3 separate regions of the Pan troglodytes genome follow, and regions 2 and 3 are each linked to region 1. A link is a contact called in public HiChIP or PLAC-seq data. All regions are on one chromosome and are shown on one strand. The core of a region is the stretch at or near the end of the contact, and the rest is flanking DNA. Distances in the headings are between cores, read along the strand shown.

Region 1 (3,081 bases), core at 226-2,725:
AAGGAGGGCTGTAGGAGACACCTGATTCACACTTGAATCCCACCCCAGTGTCCAGGTATACCTGTTACAGCATTTTGTTTGGAGCCAGGTTTTGCATGGATGGCTATGGTGACGCATCCTTTAGGATCAACTGCCACAGGACCTAAGGGAGGAAGTGGTCTCTCTGGTTCCTTGCTCTGGCTTTTACCCTAAAATGACAACCACACAACTTTACAGGTTACAAAATATTTTCCCACACATTTAATTTGATTCTTCCACTACCCCCTTTCACCCTTAACAGACAAACTAGGCTCATCAGTGGTGTCCAGGGACTTCTGGCCACCTAGAACGCTTTTCCCACAACCTTCAAGGCTCTACTCAATTTTCCCACGAAGGGTTCCCATCAACCCAACAATGTTTTTTCCTCCCTTGCAAGAAAACCTAACTCTGGCTTCTAAACCTTAATGCTTGTTCCTCCCTCTGCTTTGTATTTCCAATTCCTTGGGGGCAGGGATTATTTATTATTCATCATTGTATCTCATGCAGTCGGAGCTAATAAATGTTGGTGAAAGTGTGTATGTCTGCATGTTGCGGGAAAGGGAGGAAAAAACAATAGTGCTTGATATTTAAAGGCCTGTTATGGGACAGGGGCTGTGCTAGGAACTTTGGTTCAACAAATATGTAGGCAATGGATATGTAAAGATGAAAAGGTACATGGTCCTTGCTCTCAAGGAGCTCGGACTGCTGCGAGGGAGAAAGAACATACAAAATTATAATACACTGTGCTAAGTGCACCGATGAGATAGGCACAGAACATTACCCCACAGGCAAATCAGCATTGGGGCACTGGAGAATGCTGCCAGCAGGAGGCAGTGCTTGAGCTGAGTCTGAGAAACGGACTGGGGTTGGCCAAACAAAGATGGTGGAAATGGGAGTGCTGTATTCTTGACAGAAGGGGTGCGATCAGCCAAAGCAAGGGAGGAGAAAGCAGAATACAGCCTCCTGGGGAAGCGCAGGTCATGCCGCTGCGGGAACATGAATTGCTGGACTGGGAGTGCGGGTAGGAGGCCAAAGGTCAGCACACGCAGCCCAAGGAGAGCTCGGCTGCCGCCGGGCCCAGCGCTCAGAAGTCACCGGGTGGACGGCAGCGCAGCCTACTGAGGCGGGGCGACGGCAGCAGGAGCCGCAGCTCTGGGGGTGGCGGCGGCTGTCCTGAGCCCCGGAACTGAGAGACGGCAAGCCGCTGGCAGTGCCTCCACTCACTCCCGGGCCCCGCTTCTCCCGCGCTCTTCAACAAGTACCCCTGAGGCCCACCCCTCTGCCGCCACGGGACCTGCTACTGGCCTTGGTCGTCGCACCAGCCTTCTTAGGCATCTCGGCGCGAAGAAGCCGAGCGGAGCCCCGAGTATTAGGTGTTGCCCGGAGGTGCCGCAGCATCCCCGCCTGGGAAGGCGCCGGAAGAGCCCTCTGCGCTTGCGCAGGTAGCCGGCAGGAGCGGCCCCAGCGCCCGGCACATCCGCTCTGGCCAGAGGGCGACACCTTAAGGCCGGCGGGAGCGAGTCTCGTGGCCGCAGAACATGCGCGAGCCTCTTTTGTTCTGGAACGGGCCGAGCCCCAGGAAGTGGAGCTGCGGAGCTGAGGCCTCACCGTGTCTTGGCCCACCCTGCTCAGCTGATAGGAAGGTGTGTCACCTCTGGTGTTCTTTCCTAATCGGGGAAAGAAAGGTATTGTCACTTCTCAGAATTGGAGAGCGCGGCAAGGAGTGCACAGGGCCAGGTGTCTTCTCGCTCCCACAGCCAAGCAGCAGATGCAGAGTCCCACGCACTGCCTGTGGCCATCAAGTCGATATAGAGCCTCGTGGCGGCTTGGCCCTTGTGAATCTTCCACGTATCGATGGCGCACCTACCTTGTGCCAGGCGCAGCGGATCCCACAATGTAAAAGAAGAGGAAATACACTGCGACATGTGATACGGCGAGACATGAAACAAATCAGCAGAGGCAAGATCATGGAGTCACTGAAGGCTTTCAAGCAAGGGATTAGCAGCCCAATTTGTTGGGTTTTAGAAAGACACCGGCTGCACTGTGGCCGACAGAGGAAAAGCCAGAGACAGGGAGATCCGCCCCCTAAATGGGAGAGAGTGGCCTGAACTAGAGTAACCGCAGGGAGGGTGGAGCGCTGATCATTTCAAGGATCTTCAGGAACTGAAATGATCAGAACTTGGGAATGACTGCATGTGCGAATAAGGGGGAAGAGTCAAGGAAATGCCCAGGTTTGGGGCCCAAGGAACAGGTTTGGGAGGCCGAGGTGAGGAGTTCAGCTTTGGACATAATGAGTTTGAGATGCCCACAGGACATCCAAATACAAATATTAAAGGGGTAACTGAATATATGTGACTGGAGTTTGCGAAATCAAGGCTGGTGATAGAGATTCTGGAATCTTCTGAAAGCAGATGGCAATTGAAGCTATGGAAATGGATGAGAGAGTGTGTAAAGAGCACGAGGGCCCAGGTTAGAACAGCAAGGGCAGGTAGAGAAGTCACCAAAGGACACTGACCAGGTAGGAGTACGGTGTAACGGCAGCTAAAGAAGGGCGCTTCAAGAGGGAACATCAACAGTGATGAACACTCTGGAGAGAACATGTCACATGTAACGACTGAGAAGTGGCCACAAGATTTAGAAATCAGGGTGGTGTTGGTGACCCGGGCTACAGCAGTTTTAGTGGAGAGAAGGAAATGGAGATAATTGTAGAGAATAATCCAGTGACTTCACTGTGAAGGAGCAATTGGTATCTGGAGGGGCACATGACATTCAGAGACTTATTTTTATCATATTTGAAGATTGGTAGGAAAGAGCCAGGAGAAGAGAGGTTACAGCAGAGGACGGTTCCTGAAGAGGTAGGATCTGAGCTCAAGTAGAGATTGAGTTCTCTACAGGAGGCCTTAGACACTCCTTCCTTCCTAAGGGAAAGCTTAGGTGGACATGTAGCTGTGTTTGTAGGTTTGGTGATGGGAGGTGGAATTTCTTTCATTAACTAAGGCGGGGGAGGTGTTGAAGGTATATTGGGACTCTTGAGAATGGCAAAGGGCTGACTATTGCAACTCA
Region 2 (3,081 bases), core at 425-2,924, 200 kb after region 1:
TGCAGAAATGGATATGCAGACAGTTGAAATGATTAGTCCATAACAGAGCCTGAACCAGACACCAGGTCCCCCAATTCCTGGCCTAGTGTTCTTTCCATTTGACAATCATGCCAAACCAAATATTTAAAAAGTGATTATGTCCATCCATTACTTCAACTTCACTAAATTTCAGTCTGGCCACTCGTGATGTCACTTCCTTTTGTGAATGGGTGTATTTTTTTTTTCTTGATCTTGCTATCTTCACTTGACTACAATACAACATCTTAGAGCTCACACTATATTTATGCCAATTTTCTCCATGCCTGTTTCCGTTCCTAAAGGATACCAATATAATCTCTAGAATGCCTTGACCCTCCTTTTCACAAGATTTCTTATTTCAAGCAATCAACTGCCAACCATACAAAAATAAAAATAAAAAGGATTTCTTCTAAAACACAAAGCACACATGGCAGTGTTGTGTGTCTTCCTCAAAGAGCTTAATAAAAATTGTGAATGCTACGTATTACATGCAGACGCTTTCTAGAAAAAGAGCCCAACGACAACCTTGTTATGTAGGAAGAGAGAGCTATTGTGGACTGTAGCAGGAGGCCAAGAATAAGGTTTGAGATTCTACCTAAAACAAATATGGAGGTGGAAAGGCACAAGAAGCTTGCTGGACCCACCAGTCAGAGGTAGGCTGCAAGCTCTCGGCTATCAGAGGTCGGTTTAAAAGAACGATGGGCACCAGAGAGGCACGTACCCTGGGACAATGATAGGGCAGGCGGGGCACCGGGAATCGCGCTCAGGGAAAACTCAACAAGTCTAGAAGGGAAAGAGATGGATGAATGACTGCCAAGAGGCTCCCGCTGGCCTCTGGATGACCACTACCACTTTCCAGGATTTACTGCCCGCCGGCACTCGCCGGCTCGCGGACAGCCGTTCACCCCGCTGCCGTACCTGCCCCGACGTTCGCCCGGGACCCAGGGTATCCACCAATGACCCTGCCCGGAGCCGAAGCCTCCGTCGCAGGCCCGCTGCCCGGCGGCGTCGCTTCCCGGTCGGCACCGGCTTTCCAGGAGGAAGGCAGCGTCGGGCCTGCGGGGGCCGGACCCGCCTTCGAAAGTGGGCGGAAGGATGGCCGCCCTGGCGGAGTGCGGGCGAGGCCGGGAGCCCTTGCCTCAGCCCCGGCCCCGTCTTCTTCGTGCCGCGCCGCCCTCAGCCCTCACCACAGCCGGCCGCGAGCTGCGGGCTCGGGGCTGAGGCGATGGGGAAAGGGGGCGGGCGCGCCATCATGAAGGGGAAAATGGTGGGCGGGCGGGCCCGCGCGCGGCCGCGGTACTCACCCGGGCCGGCCAGTGCGGGTAGCCCTTCATCTTGGCGAAGACCAGGTCGCCCGCTTTGTACTCGCGGGGCCGCGGACGCGCCATCCCAGCCGCTCCCCTTCCTGGTAGTCCTTGGTCGCCGCGAAGATGCCGGGAGGCCGCCCCCCCGCGGGCCGACGGATTGCGCCGCGCTCCCCGCGGGCCTCAAGCCGGGCGGACGAGCGGCCGCTCCGACGAGGGGAAGCGGCGAGGCGGCGGCTGAGGCAAGGGGTGGGCGGGGGGCGCAGCAGGCCCGGCAAATCACGGCCCGGCAGCGGGGGAGGGGAGCCCCCGGCCGTTCGGCGCTCGCCCGCGTCCGGCCGCGCCAAGGTCCCCGCCGCCGCCGCCGCCGCCGCCGCGCGCGCTGCTCACCAGCGCCGCGTCGCCTGCCTCATGCCGCCGCTGCCGGTCTCCCTCCCGGGCTCCCGGGCGCGGCGCGAGCGCCGGGCCTCGCGTCTGCTCCGAATTCCTTCTCGGGCAGCGACCGCAAACACGATCTTATTATTGTTCTCGCGCGCGCTCAGCATCCCCCCCGCCCCGCTTCCCGCTTCCCGCTTCCCGCTCCCCTCCCCTTCCCTCCCGCGCCGGCCGGTTAATTCCTAGGTACACGGCCGGCTTTCGCGGAGAAACCGAGCGCGCCAGCCCGGCTTCTCGGCTGGCGGGCGGGCGGTGGGCGCGTCCTCCCCCAGCACCGAAGCCCGCGCCGGGCGGGCGGGAGTGCCTACTCCGGAGGACGCCCGCCGCCTGCTCTCTTTTGTTCTTGGCCCGGAGCTGCCTGCCGCAGCCCAGCCAATCACCACCCGGCCGCCCCCTTCCCCTCCCGTCCGTGCCACTCTGGGGGTTCTCCCCACTCGCGCCCCCCGCTCCCACGCCCACCTCCCGCTGACTCGACCCTCTCCTGGCTACCCCCAGCCAGCCACTTCCGCGGCTGCTCTCTGGTGAGTGGGGGACAAAGGCGCTCCAGGCCTAGGGGACGGCGGCGCGAGGGGACCCTCTGCTGGGCACCAAGCTGCCGGAAAGAGCACCGCTCCGGAGTCAGCGACCTTATTGGATTCTTGCCCCAGGTCTGCCCTTAACAATGCAGTGTGACCCACCTAGGGCGAGCTATTTAATCGGAGTCATGGGAGGTTTTCTCATTTGCTGAATGGCACAGACGGGATTCGAACCTGTATCCACATGAGTCCAAAGTCCATAAGCGGTTATGTTTCTCTCTGTGTGCGTTTCCTAGGCCTGCAGTGTTTGTGAAAAGGACTTGCACTGGCCGGTCACTTGTTTCCAATCCTGGCAACCTTTTGGACAACGTTTTTGAAATTAGCATCCCTTTCTGGAGATTTATGTACATATACAGTTCATTAGCTCTAGAACATGTTCATTTACCACCATTTTACTCTAAATTCCCTAGCTGGCTGCTTTCAAAGACATTTTGAGAGTAGGAATCTTCCTAACACTCTCTTTTGTGAGGAGTAAGTAGAATAATTCAAGGAATCGTTTGGAGTCTGTCCAATGAATGAATGCTGCTTCTTTAATCATGCTGTAACCCACCTCCTTTAAGGGGTCAGCTGGCATAGCTCCTAAATGCTGCTTTCTGTGGCCCTCACCTTGTCACACGGACAGTTCTCATTTGTGTCTGTTCTCTCTCCCTTTTACAGAAGCTACAGTTTTCCCCACCATCCGCCCCCCTCTCTGGCCTTGTAGAATGGTGTGTGTGTGTTTTAACTCCTGCTCTTGTTCTGTGGTGCTG
Region 3 (3,081 bases), core at 329-2,828, 200 kb before region 1:
GACTATGATTGACTATTTCTCTAAGCTTTAGTTTAATAATTTATAAAATGACAATTTAGTGTTAATGTTCTTTTCTTCCAAAATTCTGACTCTGTTAAGAAATTGAAAGAGTCTAGGTGTTGAGGAAAAAAGTGAGTGTTAACTGTGGGTGTGTTGCAAAATTCCTACTTTGATGCTGAGCCCACAGACCAGTATAACAGTATAATCTCTCTCCTCTCTCTCTCTCTCTCACACGCACGCACGCGCACACACACACACACAGTGTAATAGTCAGAGTTGTCCAGAGAAACAGAACCAATAGAATGTATACATATATGGAAACAGATTTATCATAAGGAATTGACTCATGTAATTATGAAGACCAAAAAGTCCCAAGATCTGCAGTTAGTAAGCGGAAGATCCAGGAGAGCCAATGGTGTGGTTCTAGTCCAAAGGCCAGCAGGCTCAAGACCCTGGAGAGCCAATGTTTCCATTTGAGTTGGAAGGCAGGAAAAAAACCCATATTCCCACTTGAAGGCAGTTAGGCAGGAAGAATTCCCTCTTATTCAAGCTTTTGTTCTATTCAGACCTTCAATCGATTGGATGAGGCCCACTCACATGAGGGAGGGCAACCAGTTTTACTCAGTCTACTAACTCAAAGGTTAATCTCATCCAGAAACACCATCACACACACACACCCAGAATAATGTCTGACTAAACACCTGGTGACCCAATCAAGTTGACACATTAAAATTAACCATCATACATATATATACATATGCTATAGACAGTTTATATTCCCCTAAAATTCCCATGTTGAAACCAAATCCCCAATGTGATGGTATTTGGAAATGTGGCCTTTGAGAGGTGATTAGGTCATGAAGGCAAGCCCTCATGAATAAAATTAGTGCCATTACACTGGGGGTCCCAGAGAGCTCTTCCATGTGAAGATGCAGTAAGAATACAGGTATCTACGAACCAAGAAGCAGCCCTTCCTTACCAGACACTGAATCTGCTGGTGCTTTAATCTTGGACTTTCCAGCCTCCAGAACCATGAGAAATAAATGTTTGTTGTTTACAAGCCACCCACTCAATGGTATTCTGATATAGCAGCCTGAATGGACTAAGACATATATTAATATATAGAGAGAGGATAATTTTATTTTTTCTTTTCTTTTTTTTTTTTTTTTGAGGCAGAGTCTCACTGTTTCGCCCAGGCTGGAATGCTGTGGTGCAATCTCGGCTCACTGTAACCTCTGCCTCCTGGATTCAAGCAATTCTGATGCCTCAGCCTCCTGAGTAGTTGGGATTATAGGGCATGCACCACCACGCCCGGCTAACTTTTCTTTTTCTCTTTTTTTTTTTTTTTTTTTTTGGTATTTTTAGTAGAGGCGGGGTTTGGCCATTTTGGCCAGGCTGGTCTCGAACTCCTGACTTCAACTGATCCGCCCACCTCGGCCTCCAAAAGTGCTGGGATTACAGGTGTTAGTCACTGCACCCAGCCACCCACGACAATTTTATAATTAGAAAGATTGACAGTTTCCTCTTGAAAAACCAAATAGATAAGAAAACTAACAGAAATAACACAGTATAAAGCAGATAGTAAAAAGATATAATGTGAGGAACATACAAGAAAGATATTTAAAACAGACTGTTAAAAATCATAAGTAACTCATACTAGTTAAAATAGTATATTAAAATAGGGGAAAATCAATCACTTCAGCTAAAAGTTTATCTCTCCAAGAAGACTGAGTGACTGAGTCCCAGGGCCCAATCCCCAACCCTCACACCGGCAGCAGGCATAAAAGGGGAGGGACCTTCAGCCAAAGGCACCTTTCCATCTTCAAGTTGCATTCCACAGAGGTTCCTAGATTTCTTGAGGTCATTTTCAAGGCAGAGAGATGCCCTAACTAGAGCTTTAGCTTCGCCCTGATTTTTTCGTTTGCTTATTGTTTACCCTTGGGGATAACAGCAAGTACAAAATCTGATTCCAACTTTTCCCAGCTCAAAACCTTCACAAACACTTTCACTTGTTCCCGAATCAACACCTCACAGGCCTTGCTTTGGCAAACGGCTCCTGATCCCAGCTTCCTGGCATCTCCCTCCTTTCCTCCTCCCATTCCCACCACCTGTCTCAGTGCACTCCCAGGATGGGAGCTGACATGGACTGTATTTCTCAGTCGACACTGCACATTTCCTAGGCAGAGACTAGGGCCGTCTTGGTGCTTGTTGCATGAACAGATCTAGCTCCACCCTGACACGTAAACTGGATTTCCTGATATCTCCTTAAACAGGCCTTCCGTAGCCAGGTGGGCATGTCAAGCCCGAGTGTCGGTGTATCTTAAGTTTGTCTGGGCCTCCGTTTCCTTAACTCTAAAGTGAAGAGTTAGAACACAGATTGTATTTAAACACCCTGGTTGGGAGCTGCAGTGCCCTGAATTCCCCCTCTTACTCCACCCCCTCAATACTGACACACAGCCGACACTCAATAAAAGTTTGTTGAATTGACAAAAATAAATTTGCGGCTTCTTGCCCAGTACTTGGCACTTAGAGGCCCTCAATAAATGACTATCGAGTTTATGTTTCATCTCCCCAGCGCATTTGTGACATTCTTAAGGGCGGGAACCATGTACTCAATAGGGCCCTGATGATAGAAAAGAAAATCAGCTTGGTCCCTGTTCTCAAGTTCATAGTTTAGTGTGGGAGACTAATACAATAACTCGCCGATTCAACAGATATTTTTCCAACGTCCGTATGTATTGGGTGGAAAAGGTGAGGCAAGAGTTGTATTTCCCGGACTCCTGAACAGGTTGCGAGATGATTGACTCCTGAGGGAGACCTTCTCACCTTTTCATTGGTTGTCGCTGGCCCTCTCGTCTATCACCCAACCAACCCCGAATGCCTCTTGTAAGCCCCACCTCCGGCAGCCAGCCAATCAGAAGTGCCGGGGCCCAGGGTGCTGCTGGGGCACTGACGCGGTTTCGATTCTAGCGAAAAATGCTTTGGCTCGGACCGTCCCGTGACAGGCGGTGCGAGGAGGCCAGGCCCGCGCCCGCCGAGCCCTAGGGCCGCTGCTGCCGACAGCCATGGAGGACGAGCAGC

Evidence for each region. HiChIP or PLAC-seq counts read pairs in DNA pulled down with a chosen protein or histone mark.
Region 2: an H3K4me3 HiChIP or PLAC-seq map of stem cell-derived excitatory neurons shows a contact between it and region 1, with 3 times the contacts expected there. The contact joins the promoter of HDGFL3 here to the promoter of C15H15orf40 in region 1. A contact is called at or near these places in 1 of 7 Hi-C or Micro-C datasets (stem cell-derived neural progenitor cells) and 1 of 1 datasets of contacts at active chromatin or transcription factors (stem cell-derived excitatory neurons).
Region 3: a contact with region 1 is called in an H3K4me3 HiChIP or PLAC-seq map of stem cell-derived excitatory neurons, with 2.0 times the contacts expected there. The contact joins the promoter of WHAMM here to the promoter of C15H15orf40 in region 1. A contact is called at or near these places in 1 of 7 Hi-C or Micro-C datasets (stem cell-derived neural progenitor cells) and 1 of 1 datasets of contacts at active chromatin or transcription factors (stem cell-derived excitatory neurons).

The regions. Positions count from the first base shown.
Region 1 is chr16:75,606,405-75,609,485 of NHGRI_mPanTro3-v2.0_pri, reverse strand. C15H15orf40 (chromosome 15 C15orf40 homolog) reads right to left here and starts at 1,475. Exons shown (of 5, transcript XM_054667092.2): 1 at 1,324-1,475; 2 at 62-188. The coding sequence starts at 1,416.
Region 2 is chr16:75,407,526-75,410,606 of NHGRI_mPanTro3-v2.0_pri, reverse strand. It overlaps HDGFL3 (HDGF like 3), which reads right to left and starts at 1,674. Exons shown (of 7, transcript XR_008539646.2): 1 at 1,323-1,674.
Region 3 is chr16:75,802,357-75,805,437 of NHGRI_mPanTro3-v2.0_pri, reverse strand. WHAMM (WASP homolog associated with actin, golgi membranes and microtubules) reads left to right here and starts at 1,578. Exons shown (of 10, transcript XM_510552.8): 1 at 1,578-3,081. The coding sequence starts at 3,066.